Linked DNA regions of Zea mays: region 1 is linked to region 2. The links are chromatin contacts, called in public Hi-C maps. All regions are on one chromosome and are shown on one strand. The core of a region is the stretch at or near the end of the contact, and the rest is flanking DNA. Distances in the headings are between cores, read along the strand shown.

Region 1 (4,841 bases), core at 2,195-4,694, 200 kb before region 2:
CCAATTCATACCGCCCCAATCAACACCACCCGATTGATTCTAGCTATACATGGTTTTTTTTTCTTTTTTTGTCGAGAAATGGAGCACACTCAACAGTCAACACGCTAGCACTAGCTTGACGGCAATCTCGAATAGATGTCTCCAGACATAAACATCATCTTTTGTGCCAATAGCTAAGTGCAGACCAACGGCAGCATTTTTGCATTGCACTAGTGGAACCGCCTATTCCCAGTCTGCATCGAACCTGCATGATTCCTGGTCCATACCCCCCGCATATGCGCATCAGATGCCAACAGGCACACACAGCATCACGTCCTAAAAGCGCGATGCGTGTGCTTGCGGCCGTAGATCACACACACACATGGTAAAAGAAACACACACGTCCAATGCAGCCAATTCATATTATTCCGAGACATTAAACCAAACAAACAGCTTTGCAAAGCCACCGTAACAGAATACCAGTCAAATATAGGTCATTCTAAACAACAACGCTGCAACAAGGGCAGGTCTTTTTTTCCCTGGAAGAAGCAGCAGGCTTGGAGCACGAAAACCAGCATCCAGCCATCATTTATCAACTTTGAGAATCGAAACATAGCATGCGGGCATAACATCTAGAGTGTGTGCTTAATTAAAAACAGCGGCAATGGCAATGGCAGGCAGCTTCAGCGCACACGCACCGGCGCCGTGACGAAGAGAACAACACGAGGTGTACTAGAAGATAAGCTATCAGAAATCAAGAACGGCACAGTCCTGGTAAACTCCCCGACATCAGCAGACACGCATCAGGTCGGGAGATCGGATCCGTCTTACTGGCCCTCGGGGGCGGATTCTTTGGGGGCAGCAGCTGCTTCCTTGATCTCATCTCCGGCGTCCTCCTGGTGAGGAAAGAAAGAGCAAGGTCACATGAGAACCATGACAGCCAATGAGCAAAGATGGTCAGGTCACATGCTTAACGATGATGCTCTGTGTGGAAAGAAGCTCACGTTGGTGTCGGAAGTCCATAGGGTCAAGTTGTCACGCAGGAGCTGCATGATCAGAGTGCTGTCCTTGTAGGACTCCTCTCCCAGGCTGTCTAGTTCGGAGATTGCCTCATCAAAGGCCTGCAACAAACATTAAATTTAATTCCAGTCAACTCTCAGTCAATACTAACTGCAGGATGCTTAAATGTGAAGCTGAGAATTCGCTAGGTGATATCGTTAAGTTGTAGCTTGGCAGCTTGCCAATGTTCAATCCGAAATAGATATATGCAACAAGACATAGCAATTTGAGTGAAGAAACAACAGCCTAGGCACAAATTCATAGAAACGAATTTGAGTGAAGAAACGAAGCATTTGTTAGCATCCCAGAGTAATTAGATCCATTACTTGAATTCGACACACCTAATAGTAATAAAAAACGTTCCAGTGAATATGCATGCAGAACACACAAATCTGCATTACATGCACACAAACAGTAATCCCAAAGTGAGTGCTAGAAAATCTGTTCCGGGATGCAAAGCAGTTCAGTCTAGGGATCTACAGTTCCCAAAGCAGTATTTCCCTATAGAGGGTCCATAACATGCAAACTGCAGACTAGTGTTGATGGACATCAGTCAAGTCTACAATTCAATCCCAATTCAAAACAAGATTGCACTCTCAATTTAAAACGGCTTATATGATTTGACTAATCGCAGGCATGCTATATCATCAGCTACAAGTGAATTGTTCCCTTTGCATCAGCTTTTATTTAACAACCCATACCCTACATATGCAATAAGCCTGTTGTCCAGTTATACAATCCAAGAAAGAAAACAAATCACAATGGGCAATAGAAGAAGCAAACCTGCTTTGCAAGGTTGCAAGCACGGTCAGGGGAGTTGAGGATCTCGTAGTAGAACACTGAGAAGTTGAGAGCAAGCCCGAGCCTGATGGGGTGGGTTGGGGCCAGATCAGCAAGAGCAATATCCTACAAACCAAAAGCCAACAAGAAAGAACCACAATTAACAATATAGGCACTGTCATCCTATCAGTATGAACACAATGGTCAAACCTGAGCAGCTTTGTAGGCATTCATGGTGCTCTCCGCAGCATCCTTCCTCTCTGCACCTGACTTGAACTCAGCAAGGTACCTACAAAATCATCATGAGAAATCAGATACCAACATATACGTGCAGTACGGGGTACAGAATCCATGGAACACAAATTCATATCCTTCAATCTAGACTGCGCAGTACCATGCATCATATAGACAAATTCATAGAAAGCAACCTCAATGTGCACCATAAATAATAGGGTTAATTAGAAATATGCCACTCCAATTTTGAAAAAGTTAGAAACTAGTCCATTTTCATGCCACTATAAGTCATCAAAATAAACTAACCGTCTAATTTTGCAAAAGTATAGTAGCATGTACACAATTAATCTTAATCCTAAATAAAAGGAGAAACAACCTCACTAAAAACGTCACAGATATCACAATGCCCCTTTCCCTTTTTTGTCCTTTGACTTTCCGCCACAAATAGCAAACGAACGAACCGCAAAAAATCAAATAAAAAATGATACGCATTAAATCTAGACCTAATCAACACCAAGAACTCAGGCCCAATCACACCCCACAAGAAACTACTGCACATAGATCTTTAGTTTTGACTCTTCAAAACAACTCCCAAGGTCCATATACAAAGTCACCAAAATCAGATCGTGCTGCCCTACAAATAACAGGCAATAAATAATGACTCCAGCCCCACTAGTAACGTAAAGATCCTCAAAAACCCATCAACTCTGTCACGTCGCACATAAAGATCGCGCGTACATCCACCAATAAACCCCCCTCCTGGGCCACTCCATAAATAGATCGCGTAGTCTAGACTCTAGATGCGGATAGGCAGAATAAAAAGCGAGATCTGCTAGCGATAGTGGTATACCTGTGGTAGTCACCCTTCATCTTGAGGTAGAAGACCTTGGACTCGGCGCCGCCGGCGGATGGGACGAGGTGGGAGTCGAGGAGCGCGAGGATGCCGTCGCAGATGCGGGCAAGCTCGGCCTCGATCTTGGAGCGGTAGGCGCGGATGGATGCGGCGTGCGCCTCGTTCCCGCGGCCTTCCTCCTTCTGCTCGATGGAGGAGATGATCCGCCACGAGGCCCTGCGGGCGCCGATGACGTTCTTGTAGGCGACGGACAGCAGGTTGCGCTCCTCCACCGAGAGCTCGTCCCCGCCGCCGGCGCCCCCGGCGTAGCGCGCGACGCGCTCCATGAACTCGACCATCTCCTCGTACCGCTCCGCCTGCTCCGCAAGCTTGGCCATGTACACGCTCTCCTCCCGCGTCGGCTCCGACGGCGACATGGCTGCGAGCGGGGCTGGGACGGGTCGGCGGATCGGGATCGCCGGCGGCACGGGCGGTCACACGGTTGCGGTGGCGCAGAGGATCCTGTGGAGCGGATGCGACGCGTTTGTGCGGAGGAGGGGAGGGCAGGGGAGGCGAGGGGTGGGGGCATTTGAGGAGGGCGCGGCCCCCGGGCGCGCGGGGTGCGGGGCCCGCATGGCAGTGGGATGACGTGCCGGTCAAGGGAGCGCAGCGCGCGCCAGGGGGTTCGGTGCGGAGGGGGAGGGTGTGTGGGCAGTGTTGTGGCCAGGAGGTGGATGGACGGGGGTGGTCGGTGGGACACGTGTGAAGTTCTGGTTGTGTGGAGATGGTGTTTGCTGTGTGAACATCGTGTGGGCGAGGAACGTGAGGTGCAGAGGCTTGGCGGTCAATTCTGGGGAGGGAGCCCAAGCTATTCAAATTAGCACGGTATAACCGTATACGTAGTTTTCAAATATAAAATTCGTTTACGTCCGTAGTCTACAAAAATATGTGTAGTATATTATTTTTCAGAGTGGTTTTGACTGAGAAGGCAGATGTAGTGCAATGATCTACGAATATACTCCTCTTTAAGGCGTAGTTTGGGAACTTTTTATTTTTCTCAAGCGATTCTTATTTTCTCAAAAAAATAAATTAATTTCTCTTAAAAATGGAAATTCCTTAAAAATAGAGTCGTCAAACTACCACTAAGTAATTTTTTCACAACCGTTTCATTAAATTAAATAGTTGTGCACGTAGATTTCTTTTTTCAAAACATACTCTCCTAAATACAACACGACTTACGAGTGTAAGGTGACCGGAGATAGCAATGAATCCTTCCCGCCGTAGAAAATTCTTTTACCAGGGCTAGTATGGGAACCTATTTTTCTAAGAGATTTTTATTTTCTTAAAAGAAATTAATTCATTTTCCTTTGTAAAAATAGAAATCCTTTAGGAAAATAGAGTTCCCAAACTAGCTTTTAGAGGAGTATAGAGAAGATTCTTCCCACGAGAATATAAACGAAAAAAATTCTTCGCTTGACAGGTAAATTGAGACAGGGGTAGAGACAGAAAAAAACTCTCTCCATCTCCGTTTCCCGCGGGGATCTTTAAATTTACATGTAACAATGATAATGATAATAATAAATAATTACATTGTCAAGACATCACTCATTTTACAAATGTGTGTGTTGACATCTTTTTCGGGCGCCAAACACTAACAAGAACCGGCGACAGTGCTCTCTGCACAAGAGCGGACGGTCCACGACCTGGCGCAGGGCTAGGGTTCCCTGCCTGACGTGCCGGACGGTCCGCGCGTGCGCAGGGGCGGCAAAGGTCACCGACGGCGCCTGGGAGGGACCCCGTCGGGGAGGAGAGATCCTAGGGGTTGTCTAGGCTTAGCAGGCCGACCTAGACTCCTCTAATCAACGTAGAGTCGAAGAGAAGCGAAGAATTTGGAGATTGGAATATTAAACTAGAACTAAACTAGAGGTACTCCTAATGCATAAGGTAAAAACGAGAA
Region 2 (5,167 bases), core at 1,040-3,539:
CAATGCGATGCAAATGACCAGTCAAATTTAATTCCATAAATTACTCATGTGAGGGTCCGAGCCGCTCATGACCGTGAGCATGGCTGATATACCAGTTTTACACTCTGCAGAGGTTGCACATCTTTACCCACAAGTCATGTTACCATCTGCCAAGGGGTCATGAATCCCATACACCTCTACCAAGGAAGCGAGACAGGGTAACACTACGAGGCCTTTACAAAGTTCCACTAGCTTCAGAAAACCCGCTACAGTTTCTAGGGAGCGCAATGCAGGAATCCCCATCTGACCGCCATCGCAGCAAAATCAACTCGAGAACCTCACTATACCGACCACTCCCATACTGCCCTTGCCCCTTTCGGGTAAGGTAGTCATCCACTAGCTTTCCTAATTAGTCAACCAAGGGCGTCCCATTCCACCATTGTGGTAGTACTGTTTTACCGGGTGGTTCTCCATGTTCCAATTAACATAATGATCTTATCATGAACAATAAATAACAAATTGATAATAAAAGCATGATCATGAATAATGTGTATTTTAACACCCAAAACCACATAAAGCAATAGCTACTATCCAAAAGTTCAGTGGTAAACAAGGTATAAAGATAGCTAAATTGGGGTGACCTATTGGGTCCCATCAAAATTAACCTATGCAGATCATAATGATTAATAGGAATATTATTGGGTAAATAGAAGTGATCAAGGGAACAACTTGCCTTCAACGAGCTCCTGCTCAGCAATTTCCTTCTGCTGAACACCTGGGTCCTCGGTCACTTGTTCGTCTACTCGAAGCAATACAAACAAACATGGCATGAGAAAAATTATCATTACACCAAACATGAGAACATACTGCATAATAATATTCTACGTGTCTTAACGAGATCGTAGGTTCTAGAATTACTAAATTCGGAGTTACGATTATCGAATTACGATTTTCCGAAGTTATTAAGTGTTTTGTATGGAATAAATTAAGTAGATAATTTTAATCTATGTTTCATGACTAAATAGAGTTACCAAGTGATAAATAATATTAATACAAAATTAATGCAACTAGAATGGATAAAAAAATTAAAATGGATTTTCTATGAATTAAGTTTTTGAGATTATTTTTAATACTACAAATCATTTTCTGATTCAATTTATTAATCTTGAGTTTAGTTTGGACTGCGCGCACAAATACCCGAGAAACAGAGGTTAAACCTAAAATTCTAGGGCTCACCCGTAATTTCTTTCTATCTGATGTGGACTGCGGGTTATTTTCTTACAAACTCAGGGTCTCTTGTGAAAAAGGGTTCGGGCGAAGGGGTAACTTGCCATGCAACTCGTTCGATCAGAGACGAACGACACGGATCAGATTTGCTAATAAACGAACCGGTACACGCCTAGAGCCACCAGATCAGAGAACTGTGGTTCAGATTAAACCGAGAATTAGACTGAACCATACGCTACGTGGGCTTTTGGATCTAGATCCAACGGTCAACGTTTTGTATAGCGTGGACCGCTCAGCGCCCGTCCGATCTAACCCTAACGATTGAGATCACGTATTTCCGGAGATCAACACAGATCCGCCCGATCCCGGATCTACGCCTCAAATCACCCTAACGTGAACCGCTACCCAGGACTAATCATGACCGTTGCCACTGGGATCAACGGTTATGAACCCACTTCAAACCCTGCCGGCAGCCCACGGCGGAGCGCGTGACTCATGCAGCGGTGCACCGCCGGAGCAGCGCCCGTTGGCCATTCCGGCGCCCCAGACCCAATCCAATTCGTGGTAAACGAAGCGCAAGATGATACGAACAACAGGGGAGGGCTATTACCATCTCAGACCGTGAGTTGAAGCCGATCCACGGTGCAGAGCGGCTCCAGCGGTGACAACCAGGATCGGCGAGAAATTTTGAGGCGCCCACGGGAGTACTCACGCAGCCTAGTCTCGGAATCGGTCCGCGAGGCTTCTGCGGTGACCCTGGTACACTTCTGAGATGAGGATTCACGGCGTGGGAGATCCGCAACGGTGGTGCTTCCTCCCGGCTTTCTCCAAATCGATGTGCACCAGAGGTGACGTGATTGATGGGGCGTACTGGGGGAAGAAGGAGAACAATGGCTCGGGTTTTATAGGCGCAGGGTAAGGAAGGGGGTTTTGGAACCCAGCTGGCGCGAAGGTCGGCGAGTAGCTCGGGCGGGTTGTTACCGCCACGAGGAAACATGGAGGAAGATCTACAGGGCGTCTCTTACGTGTGGGGCCCGCGTGGCAGCGACAGACGAAGGCGAGTGCGACTAACTGGTGAACGGGCCTGATCCGCCAGGGCCGGCGCGTGAGTGCGGTCGTGTGGCTGCCCGGTGGGTTCCACATTTCGGCGCAGAGCGGGAAGAGGTTAGTCGGGCCGCACGGGCAACCAGGCAGACAACGCGCTATGGGCCAAGGCAGGCTGAATTCGCTTTTTCTTTATTCTTTTTCTTTTCTGTTGTTATTTCTTTTCAATTTTAGATTCCAAATTTTGAATTCAAACTTTGTGGTGAATTTTGTGCTCAAATTAAATGTATAATTTGAACATACCAGTATGGAAGGAATTTATTTATTTATATATTTATTTTGTATTGTGTGGTATTTTTCTCTTTCCCTTTCTATGTTATTTCTAATTTCTAAATTGTAAATTAGGTTAAATCCCAATTTGGACATTAATATATTTCTATTAATATTTCTAGTATTAAGTGCACACACAAATAAACTTCAACAAGATGCATATATTATTTATGTGTCATTTGTTAATTGTTCACTTTAAATATGGTTATTTCTATGTTCTAATAAGTAGAGGGCAAAACATATAATGAGATCAACTATTTTCTTATTATTTACAAATTGGGTATTACATGATCCTCCTGTTCAGAGACGTCCTACGAGACCTAGAGGTGCTTTGCATCTTGCTGCGAGGCCTCAAGCAGTGACCCCACGTGGTGGTCGTGCCTAGCGGGGTGCTGGTCGTGTGTTGTTGGATACTTGATTTCAATCCCGTGAAGGTGTTGAAAATCAAGGCAACACAAGTTAGAAGTGTGAACCTTCATCCTTAGCTTAACACAAATCCGAAGGACAAAGGTCTTTAGAAGGAAATGCAAATGAAAGCGATGTGTAATGAAACAACATTGCACGGTGGAGTATGAAAACTCATCTTCTTTGCTTAGCATTTTTATTACATCTCCCATTATGTTAGATGAGTCTACAAACATAACTTCAACTCCTTAATACAAGGTGGTGTGAAGGTTCTTCAAAGGCTAAGTGACACGAAGCTATGGCCCTCGAAAAGGTACTTTATGTAGGGCACTGTTCATCTATTTATATGGAAGATGAACCACCTTTGCACAGAATTATAATTATACCCATCAAGGTTTTACACACATTGTTTACAAATGACATCAGGACAATAACGTACTTTGTCCATCCTCGACCGCGCAGATTTTGGCCTTCGTTGTTTGGTAGCTTCCCCTCTGGCTTACGTCCGAAGTTATCGACTTCGACTATCAACTTCGCCACTTGCGCGTATAGACGAAGCTTCTTTGCCGCCTCGGTCGAAGGTCAGCTTCATCCACTAGTGGAAACATTCCTGAAATACACTTGATTGTGCCAAAGCAAAAGGTTAAACGAGTGATCTTCGACAAAGAAGGCCCTCAACAGTAGCCCCTTGTGGGATGAGTTCGTTTCTTCATAACGAGCTTAGAGCGCAAAAAATATAATTTGGAGGCCTTATGCCGAAGATCTGAAAACACCTTCCCGATGCTCGTTATGAAGACGATGGATTTAATTCAATGAAAACAAGTGCTCTAGAAGTCGAATCAGCGGAAGAGAAGTCGAGGGTGCTGCGCGGGAATATTTTTAGCGACCCGTGTCGCTTTACGCGCGTTTTTAGTATAAAAGTGGCTGAGGGGGTGAGTGCAGATCACATTTATTGCTCTCACTTACACTCTGCCAAAATTTACTGTGCCTCCCAAGCTTCCCATCCACTAGTGCTTCAGAAGCTAGCCTAGGCTGAACAATTTTTAGAAAAACTCTTCGTCTCGCTTTGATGGCTAATATCTGAACCACTATAAAACTGATCACTCCTACCTCCTTAGAGGCACGACAAGATACCTTGCTTATTTATGAGGCAATGAGGGCTTCATTGACATCAAGACCTACTGCAGAGTTGCCAAAGGATAGACCCCCGTAGCCAAGCTATATTGAAATTGGTCGATCCAATCCAAAGAATAAAGACTTGCAATCTATGAGGAGGCTTGGCTATTTCAGGAGCAAGGTGAATGTGTTCCTTCCTGGAGAAGAAACGACGCTGAAGGCGGGAAGAGACAAAGTTGTTGTTTATAGGAGTTTTTTCAAGGTAGGACTTCGGCTACACATGTACAAGATGATTGCGAAGGTACTGCAGCGATATGAAGTGTTCATGCATCAATTAACTCCAAATGCCATGGTTCGCCTTAGTGTTTTCATCTGGGTTGTACGAAACCAGGGGGCCGTACCGATGCTAATGTGTTTTGCAAGGTTCATGATTTACATTACCAGACGAAGGCAAGGGATGAATCAGGCCTTCATAATAACTTTGAGTGTTATAAATTCGCGTATCGCAAGGATACAAGTGGTCCAATTCTGGACTATCGAACCAAGTTGCATGGCGACTAGAAAAAATAATGGTTTTATGTCAAAGTTGACTCCGAGCAAAGTGAGGATTTTAAGGGTATATTGATGAGCCCTTTGGATGATTTGCATTGAAGAGGCCGAAGTGTGAGATGAGCGAGGCTACTGATGAATGCTACAAAGCCTTCAATACATTCATTAGAAAGTTTGGATCTCAAGATCTAGTTCAAGAGGCGCTTGCTTACAATATGTATCTGACTTGGACTAGATGGAAATTGTCGAAGGAAGTGAAATTGAAAGATGAAGAACTTGTTACATTAGCTTTTGACTTCAAAGAACAGTCTTCATATAAGGCTCCTTCGACTGGGTGGCTGAGGTTTATTGAAGTGAAGTGTTATGAGATGTGTGGAAATTACCTTACTAGAGAGCATGAAGATATGCAATCTATCTTTGGGAGCAAAGGGAAACTTCGGCTTAATAGAGTTATGGATGCTCTAGGGTTTGAATACCTAGGTTATGAAAATCCTTCGACCAATGTCGAAGCTGGAGA

The links. Hi-C and Micro-C count contacts between places; a contact is called where the count stands out from the background.
Region 1: a contact with region 2 is called in a Hi-C map of leaf, with 5 times the contacts expected there. The contact joins the promoter of LOC100273134 here to the enhancer-like site in region 2. A contact is called at or near these places in 2 of 25 Hi-C or Micro-C datasets (ear and leaf).

The regions. Positions count from the first base shown.
Region 1 is chr4:216,193,838-216,198,678 of Zm-B73-REFERENCE-NAM-5.0, reverse strand. It overlaps LOC100273134 (14-3-3-like protein), which reads right to left and starts at 3,444. Exons shown (of 5, transcript NM_001147581.2): 1 at 2,903-3,444; 2 at 2,029-2,107; 3 at 1,822-1,944; 4 at 984-1,100; 5 at 389-875. The coding sequence starts at 3,321. The coding sequence ends at 807.
Region 2 is chr4:215,989,778-215,994,944 of Zm-B73-REFERENCE-NAM-5.0, reverse strand. No RefSeq gene overlaps it. Among protein-coding and RNA genes, the nearest start is that of LOC100273591, 39 kb to the right of the region's middle. Within about 2 kb of position 2,289, at least 18 of the 20 cell types and tissues checked have an H3K27ac peak or open chromatin away from gene starts, as enhancers often do. A contact at or near this core is called in ear and leaf, where this site is marked.